Regions from separate parts of the Mus musculus genome. Here region 2 is linked to region 1. The links are chromatin contacts, called in public HiChIP or PLAC-seq maps. All regions are on one chromosome and are shown on one strand. Each heading gives the region's core, a stretch centred on a gene start, on an enhancer-like site or on the middle of the called end of the contact. The rest is flanking DNA. Distances are from core to core; before and after follow the strand shown.

Region 1 (4,185 bases), core at 668-3,167:
CTCTCTCATCTTAGTTATGGGTTCTATTGCTGGGATGAAATACCATGACCAAAAGCAAACTAGGGAAGAATGGGGTTATTCAACTTATGCTTCCATATTTCTGTTTATCAGCTAAGGAAGTCAGGACAGGAACTCAAACAGGGCTGGGACCTAAAGTGGGAAGCAGATCTATAGGCAACAAAGGAGTGCTGCTTACTGGCTTGCTCTTCAGGATTTGCTCAGCCTGTTTTCTTACAGAACCCAGGACCACCAGCCCAGGGATGGCACCACTCACTGTATGTTGGGTCCTCCCCCATCAATCACTAATTAGAAAAATGCCCTACAGCCTGATCTTATAGAGGAATTTTCTCAATTGAAGGTCTTCCTTACAGAAGACTCTAGTTTGTGTCAAATTGGCATAAAACTAGACAACACACTTGATAATTCTGGACAGATGCAAACATAAAATAAGAGAGCTTTATTCTTTTTCCTTCATTAAAAAAATCTACGCAGTAATTTAAAAATAAAGTTTCCAACTATTATTATTATTATTACTACTATAGAGAGAAAAGACTGTTCCCCAGTAAAGCACAGAAATGTGTCCTTGTACAGAATGCTGATACAGGAGTCAGCTCCCTTAAGGTCTGGTGAACACTGAGGCAGTCTGTACAGTACACAACTCTTCAGGTCCTGCAGGAGGCTGTTGCTGCTAGATATTAAAATCAAATGAAAGGAGTTATGAAGAGATAACTTACAGGATGCAGCCACAAACTGACTCTTGAAATACAAGCTGTTTATCATTCTGAGATTAAGCCATCCCTACATTTTAAAATACAATAAAACAATCTGTTTTTTCATCTGCTAGTGTATTGGGGAAAATCAATATTATATTAATTAAAATGCTTTCTTGATTAATATTTATGAATAATCTGGAAGGCACACAAGTAAGCTATGTGATCAGAAATTTATATTCCATGTGATTCATAGTGAAAACAAAAAATTCTATTTGAAGAAAAGTTAGTAAAGATGGCAAAGCTTTTTAAATGTCTATACTGCTTATATATTCTCTTGTCTAGATCCTTTCAGGAATATTGATTATTTGTGTATTACCCAACTGCAGCACAGATATTTTAGATTAACTTAGTGATATTTCTAATACATGTAGGGTTCCAAGTTTGACTTGTGACTCCTGGCTAAGGTATTTTAAAAGATTCACCATCAGGCTCAGCTATGTAGTGATAGGAAAGGGGCACTGAAAACTGTCAGCCTATGGTATCACAGCCAATGCTAATCAGAGAGTGTGACGAGTCCTTCACCCTCAGAAGTATTACAGTCTAGATGTTAACAAGGTAGGGAGTGACCCACCTCCATGGATTCTTTAATTTAAAGCCATGACTATTAGGTAGTAGTAAGAACCAAAAAGGATACAAAGAATTGTAAAAAATACAAATCCAAAGCGTTCAGGTACTAGTACTAGTTGAAAGGTAAAATAAGCACTTCAAATTAAACATAACATACGTAATTTCCTAACAACTAAAAGGAATGTTGCACGCAGGTACAGTACAAAGGCACCTGGGAAGTCAGTTTCTCAACAGCTGGTATCAAGGGGTTTCAAAGCAGTCTGGGCTCACCTTCTCTTAGCAGTTACACCCAGAACTCACAATATCTCTATTTGCTGAGTACTGCAGAGGTAACAGGTCCAGTTTCAAGTATAATGTATGCTTATGAATGTGGTGGTTTGAATGGAAATGCCCCCCACAATCCCACAGGGAGTAGCACTATAAGGTCTTGTTGGAGTAAGCATGGCCTTGTAAGAGAAAGTATATCACTGGGGTGGGCTTTGAGTTCTCAGAAGCTCAAGCCAGGCCTAGTGGCTAACTGTCTCTTCCTGCTGCCTTCAAATCCAAATATAGAATCCTCAGCTACCTCTCCAACATCCTGTCTACCTGAATGCCACCATGCTTCCCACCTTGACAATAATGGACTAAACATCTAACCTACAAGCCAGCCCCAATTAAATGTTTTCCTTTATAAGAGCTGCCATGGTCACGGTGTCTCTAAACAGCAATAAGACCCCAAGTAAGGCAGTTATTCTTACCCTGATCTAATACTGATGGGAACAAGAGCTGAACTGATACGAAATGTATTACTGAACTTAAATAACCCACAGCACCTTATAACAAGCTACTAAGAAACAGCTAATGTTTAACTCAGCTTCTCTAACTCCAAAGACACTGACTTTTTGTTTGTCTGTTTGCTGACAGAATCTTACTATCTCAGTGATAAGGGTACTGAGCTGCTGGAAAGGTTGGCTTGTTCTGATGGACAAAGGGGGACTTCTGTCCCATGACACTGCTTATCTCTGGCTTTGTTGGCAATCTTTGGGTAGTGAATTTAAGCAAGTCAAAGACCTGAATCTTCATCATATGTCATCATACCACATCCGCTCTTGTCCAAGTTTCCCCTTTTATGATACTAGTGACAGTGGATGAAGGGGCCACCCTAACCTTCCTGTAGCCCTCATTTTCATATATGAACACAATGCTCACTAAATGGAGGCTGCTTTGCTCCTCCTCTCAGGGGATATGGTGATGTCTGGAGAGATTTCTATTTGTTCTGAATCTCGGAGGGTAAGAAATAACGAGTGTATAGAAGACAGGGAACTCTACTAAACCCACTACAATTCATAGGATGGCTCCCAATAGCTGAAAAATATCCAGTCCAAAATGCTAAGGCGATGTCCAATAAAGGAAGATTGCAGTGAACGTGGGAAAACATCTGAGCTGAGTTTAAAGCAGTTGGGTTAGAACCACCTGGAATGAGGTGACAAGGGTGAATCCTAGAGAAGGAAACTCGTGCTGACTAGACAAGACAGGTTTGCAGTTAACAAGCAGACTCTTTAAAAAGCCTGAGGAAGACAGCTACAGTGTAGATCTTAAAAAGAAAAGCCTGAGGCCACACTGGAAATAAAAACAATATTAGAAAACAGAATGGACCTTTGGAGGACTGAAAGACCTGGCTAGCGTTACTTACTTTTTTTGACTAATAAAATGTACACAATAGAATTTTATAGTTAGATCAATCAAAAAAGGAGAAAGAGACTAATTAGAGTTCTACTGCAATAGTTAAATGACTGGAGTACTCAAGCTTGTGATTGTGACACAGGGAGAACGCACAAGTGTACACACTGTTACCTACCTGGAAAAATAGAAGGCAGATTTTCTCTTGTTACAGAATGTAGCAAATTATTCCTCTTACCTGTAATGCACTGAAACTGTCCATCTTCTCTTCTTATCGTAAAGGCTTCCCCTGGATTAACCTGTACCAGAATAACCTGGAAACAACGGAAGAAGAATTCATCAAAACAATAAAAGAACCAATCAGTATAGAAAAATGTGCAGCTAGTTCTTGAGCATATGTGAGCTAATTAACCTTAGAAAACTGGACATACTACATTGTGCTTATTTTAGTATTCAATAGGTCATAATCAGGCTAGAAAAAAGAAAACAAAAAGAAAAAAATAAGCTAATGGCAAATTTACTGAGAAGTAAAAAATTTCAGTAAAAATGATGGAGTCAAACCTTACAATTGTGGATTACATATTATACTTTAACACAGCACTTAGGAATTGATAAACTGATAATGAGATTCTACTTGAATTAAGAGAAAAAGTTATATGTGAAAATGTGAATTTAATTTCATCATTTATAAGTAAACTATATACTAATTTTCTGACATTTGAAACCTGATAAAACAAAAAACTGGAAAAATGAAATCTAGAGTCCTAAAATACAGTCAAGATAATGATAAAATTCTTCACTTCATTATCTGTGCAGAATTGCTTTATCTCCTAAGTTTTATATAACACTGTGATATTCTAAAAGAACTTCCATGTTATAGTACTCAAGTATCCCATCACGGGAGCACCTCACTGCATCACCAGCTAAGCAGTCTTCCCTTAGATGAGGAGTTCTGGCAGCCCTCACCTTAATGTTTCCATTAATGTAGACAGCAAAGTTAGCTTGATTTCCTTATAACAGAGATGTAGAAAACAAACCCTGGTGCCCTTTACTCTATTACCTTAAAGTTCTCTCCTATGTTACATCCCCTCTCACACTCTAGAAGCACACCCTTTCACTGCATCCTGAATATGCCTCAAGTTGTAGCGTTATACTGTTTGATGCTGTAGCAGATCTTAATTTGCTG
Region 2 (4,185 bases), core at 903-3,402, 200 kb after region 1:
GGTTAAAAGTACTTGTTGCTCTCCCAGAGGACTTGGGTTTTATTCCCAGTACTCACATGGAGTTTACAACCATTTATAAGTCCAATTCTGGGGAGGAGGGGAGATCTAATTCTCTCTTCTGGTCTCCATAGGTGCCATGGTACACAGACACACGTGCATGCAAAACACCCATACAGTGAAAGGTAAAAAATAATGATTTTAGAAATTTTTAAAGAATTTAAAACTGAAACCCCCACAAAAAATACTTTGAAGTATTTGAAGTAGTGAAATTTAAGGTTTTTTTTTTTTTTTAAAAAAAAACAAAGCAAACTTTATGCATTTCTAAAGATGTTTTCTTTTAGTGCATGAAGAAAACAAAATGTACAGGTACATTTGTTATTGTTCATGTGGAGATCCCTGCGAACAATGACATTTTAGACATCATGTTTTCATCTTTCTAAAAACACAGCAGGACAGAGCCCCATTCGACACAGCGAAATAAGTTCCTTAAAAACGTTGGCTAAAGCAGCAGAAAGTGTCTCCTATTTTAAGCACTCACAAACAAGCCCAGTTGGAGAAGAGCTCTCTGAAGATTCAGGCCTCTCTGGTTACTCTATTTTCCAGGTTTCCCTCCCCTGCTTGATTCTCCTGTTTGATAAGAGATCAGGTAACCATGACAACTCTGCACTGTGGCAGGCCTTTGTGTGTGTGTGTGTGTGTGTGTGTGTGTGTGTGTGTGTGTGTATTACATAACTCTGAAAATAAATCTGCTATCTGTTTGACATTTGCTTCCTTTTCTTACAAACTTTTTTTTTCTTTTTAACTCTCAGCACAGTGTATCCTGAAGGAAGCTCTCCACTTGAGAGGATTTTGCTGACAGGAGTGTGGCTTCCTATTAGTGGCATGATGGCTGCACCCTCTGAGGCTCACATTCCCAGCATGGATCCTCCCCATACACACTTCAGACTAAATTATAGCTCTATTATCCAGTTAGTGAAGGCTAGCAAAACCGTGATAGTTCACCGGGGTGTTTTCTAGCCTGAGATTTATGCAGTCTGAGTGTGTGCCATCCAAAATGGAGGCCACTATTACGTGAGCTCTGAAGGTTCACCTCAGAGGCACCGGTTTTATGCCAATGGGAAACATACTCTCGGTTCCTGGCAGATAGAAAGAACTTTTCACTCAATTAGATTTTGATAAGACAGCTTGACCTAATACTCCTTGAAAAATAAAGACTCTAATATAATTTAATATAGGGATATTGGCATGCCAAATGACTAGCTTCTATTATGTGTTCAGAGGAGATTTTATTTTCTGATATAAATCCTAGAAACTTGCTTAGTGATAAGGGTTTTCCTCATAACAAAGCAAATTCTTCAGTTTTCTACATTAGTGGCTATATGTGGCAAGTGACAAGCAGCATAACTCTTGGTTAAATGAGAAAAAGATTAACATCAGGGTCAGAATGAGGCCACTGCTTTCAAAGCAGACCCAGCAGAGACCAGTGCTTGCCTTTACCCACCAGCCTGAGTTGTATCCAGGCAAGCTGTATTGATTAGATGTATTTCCCTAATAGCAATATCCTGCTCTCTCTCTCTCTCTCTCTCTCTCTCTCTCTCTCTCTCTCTCTCTCAGGAACATGCTTGTATCAGGCACACAGAGCTTTCTCCTACATGTCTACCAATTAAGGGTTATTAAGTTTAATGAATTTATTCCACAGCACCCAGCTCTCTAGTATTTATTCAAAAAAAATCTCTTGGGACTTGAGTCTCAGAGCAAAAGATTTCATAAACATGCATATGAATGTGTTAGATGAGGCTGTTTTTGTTGGTTGAAAACAGACAGCGGGTGTGCAACCCTACGATGTCACGATATGACTGTCATGTAAAATGACTGTATTTGCAAGTAAACACCATTCAAGCCACTTTGGCAAGCCCAGAGCCTCTTTGTGCAGAGCAGAGGTTGAGTCCTGCCTGAGGGTATTCATCAAAGAAAGCCACAGGGAATTGGCTCAAAGCAGGGAGGCTAGCCCAGGAACCACCTTAGCAACCTGGGACTCTGCCAGAATTGGGCTTGTATGTGTCCCTCTTTTAATGATGCACCGGATTGCCTAGCTTCTTTACCTGCATATACTAGGCACACACAGCTCTCTCCGAACAAATGCAACTAGAAATCCCAGCCTCTCCACCCCCGACTCCTTACCTCCCACGCCCATGCACATTGAGCTACATGTACACCCCTCCGGGGAGAGGGGAGGTTTCTTCTTTCCTAACTACAATCCAATGTAGATAGTGTCTATTAGAGTACATTACCCGTGTATCTTAGTATAAGATAGGCCGGAAAGGCCAGTCTGGCTGGAATTGGCGTGGGATACTTGTGCAGTAAGGAAAACTGTCCTCAAAATGAATCCCCAAGATTATTTACCATCCTAGGCCTGTGCTTATTCGGGTGTTCACACGATTTTAAAAATGAGATGCACTATAGGAAAAGACACGCACAGTAGGAAAAAGGAGTAGCTATGTGACATAACCTATCAGTCAAAATTGAGAACCACCCAAACTGCTCCGCTTAGTAACCAGTCTCTCCTTCCTTTAGATCCCACAATGCAATGCGAGTACCTTGAGAACCCACAACACGTGGTCTGATATCAATGTTCAAAATGCCTTCTTTTCTAACCGATGCTACTGCTTGCACGTCTCTGTGAGCCCTTCTTTTCAGTTCTTTAAATAAGCGTCCGAAACCCTGAAAATACCTGGCCTAGATCTGAGCACCCAAAACAAGGGGCGGGTACCTTTGTCTAATCCCTAGATAGCCATTGGCTGATGAAAGCCTTGATGAAAGTAGCTTTGGCATATTACCTTCTGTGTTTGCGTAAATTAACTATAACATTAGCAGCACGGGCCAACAAGAGTGAATAATATGAAGAAAAGAAAAAGGACGGCGGTACCGGAAACAGTAAACACACCGCTCCTTGAACATTTTACGGTTAGGGAACTGATAATCAGATTGGCTTTGAATTGCGATTTGATATGACCCACCCCACTCACCCCACCCCATCCACTCCCCCTGCCCCGCGGTGAGCTGCTTACCTCTTCGAGATTTTGCATCTTTATCTTCAAATGGAATAATCCTATCTCAGAGAATTGTTGGGAAGTTTTATCAGTATCTAACAAGTCCCAGAAAAGGGGCTCAATAGATGTTAGCTGAGGCTAGTATGCTTGTCGTACTTCCTCTCTCAACAATGGACCCTGACCTTTGGTGTGGCCATTGCCAATCTGTAAGGAGCAGAAGATGACTTCTGGGTTTGCAGGACAAAAGGTAAAGGGAGGGTGGGCCGTAAACAAAACACCCTGGGATAGGAATGGAGGAGGAGTTTGAAGCACGAGAGCTACAGATGGTTCAATCTGCGGCTGGCATTTAACGGAGAACATTCCAAGATTCGCTTGCTTTTGTTGTTTGATGGTTTGGTTTGGTTTGCATACCGTATCTTGTGACTGTACAGGCAGATTTTTCTGAAGGTGGCTAAGAGCTGTCTCACAGTAATTACCACTTGGGAATTAAAAGACTAGAGGGCAGCTTGTGTTTACTTCTCTGTCAACCATTACCAAGATTGTCAGGACACTCCAAAGGAGGCTCTAGTCTTTGTCTGCTGCTACCCAGCCTGATCATCTGACCCCATATCTTCTATGAGCATAGCAGTTTTAAACCCTCAGACAATCGATGGGACCTGGGCCTCCCTCAGTTCATGTTTAAATAAAGCACATTATTTCTCTTTCCTTTAAATATTTTAAACTGGAAACCAGCTGGGTTTACAAATAGACATTTAGCTGTAAGGGTTTCCCACAAAGATTCCCTGTGCGGTACTCATCATCTGTTTAGACTCTTCAGTGACAGGAGGAAATTTTAAGCGCAGAAAAATATGTTTAATTGCTTCAAACAAAATGCCAAAATGCCATCTTTCAAAGCTTCTGGGAGCCAGTCGCAGCAAATATGCCTACTTTGGTCATTCTATGAACTTGCTGTTTTGAAAATAGGAATGCTGCCTCCTATCCCAGCTTAAAAGGAACAGCTGCAGAGGTGGTAGAAATACCTGGAAGGTGATGCTGGACTTGCAGGTCAAGTCTGCTTCTAACTGTCATCTTGGGGGAACCGTGCAATGTCCTTCCCTCTCCCCCCATTGTCATGTAGTATTTGAGAAGGTGGAAT

The links. HiChIP or PLAC-seq counts read pairs in DNA pulled down with a chosen protein or histone mark.
Region 2: a contact with region 1 is called in an H3K27ac HiChIP or PLAC-seq map of extraembryonic endoderm stem cells. The contact joins two enhancer-like sites. A contact is called at or near these places in 2 of 484 Hi-C or Micro-C datasets (extraembryonic endoderm stem cells and nephron progenitors), 3 of 115 datasets of contacts at active chromatin or transcription factors (CD8 T cells, differentiating embryonic stem cells and extraembryonic endoderm stem cells) and 1 of 9 other capture datasets (adipose tissue).

What each region holds. Positions count from the first base shown.
Region 1 is chr14:72,648,779-72,652,963 of GRCm38.p6, forward strand. Fndc3a (fibronectin type III domain containing 3A) reads right to left here. Exons shown (of 26, transcript NM_207636.2): 3 at 3,238-3,313. Among named protein-coding and RNA genes, the nearest start is that of Fndc3a, 59 kb to the right of the region's middle. Within about 2 kb of position 1,918, at least 7 of the 459 cell types and tissues checked have an H3K27ac peak or open chromatin away from gene starts, as enhancers often do. A contact at or near this core is called in extraembryonic endoderm stem cells, where this site is marked.
Region 2 is chr14:72,844,284-72,848,468 of GRCm38.p6, forward strand. All of the region lies in intron 1 of Gm4606 (NADH dehydrogenase [ubiquinone] 1 alpha subcomplex assembly factor 4), which reads right to left. Among named protein-coding and RNA genes, the nearest start is that of Gm41206, 5.5 kb to the right of the region's middle. Within about 2 kb of position 2,153, at least 26 of the 459 cell types and tissues checked have an H3K27ac peak or open chromatin away from gene starts, as enhancers often do. A contact at or near this core is called in extraembryonic endoderm stem cells, where this site is marked.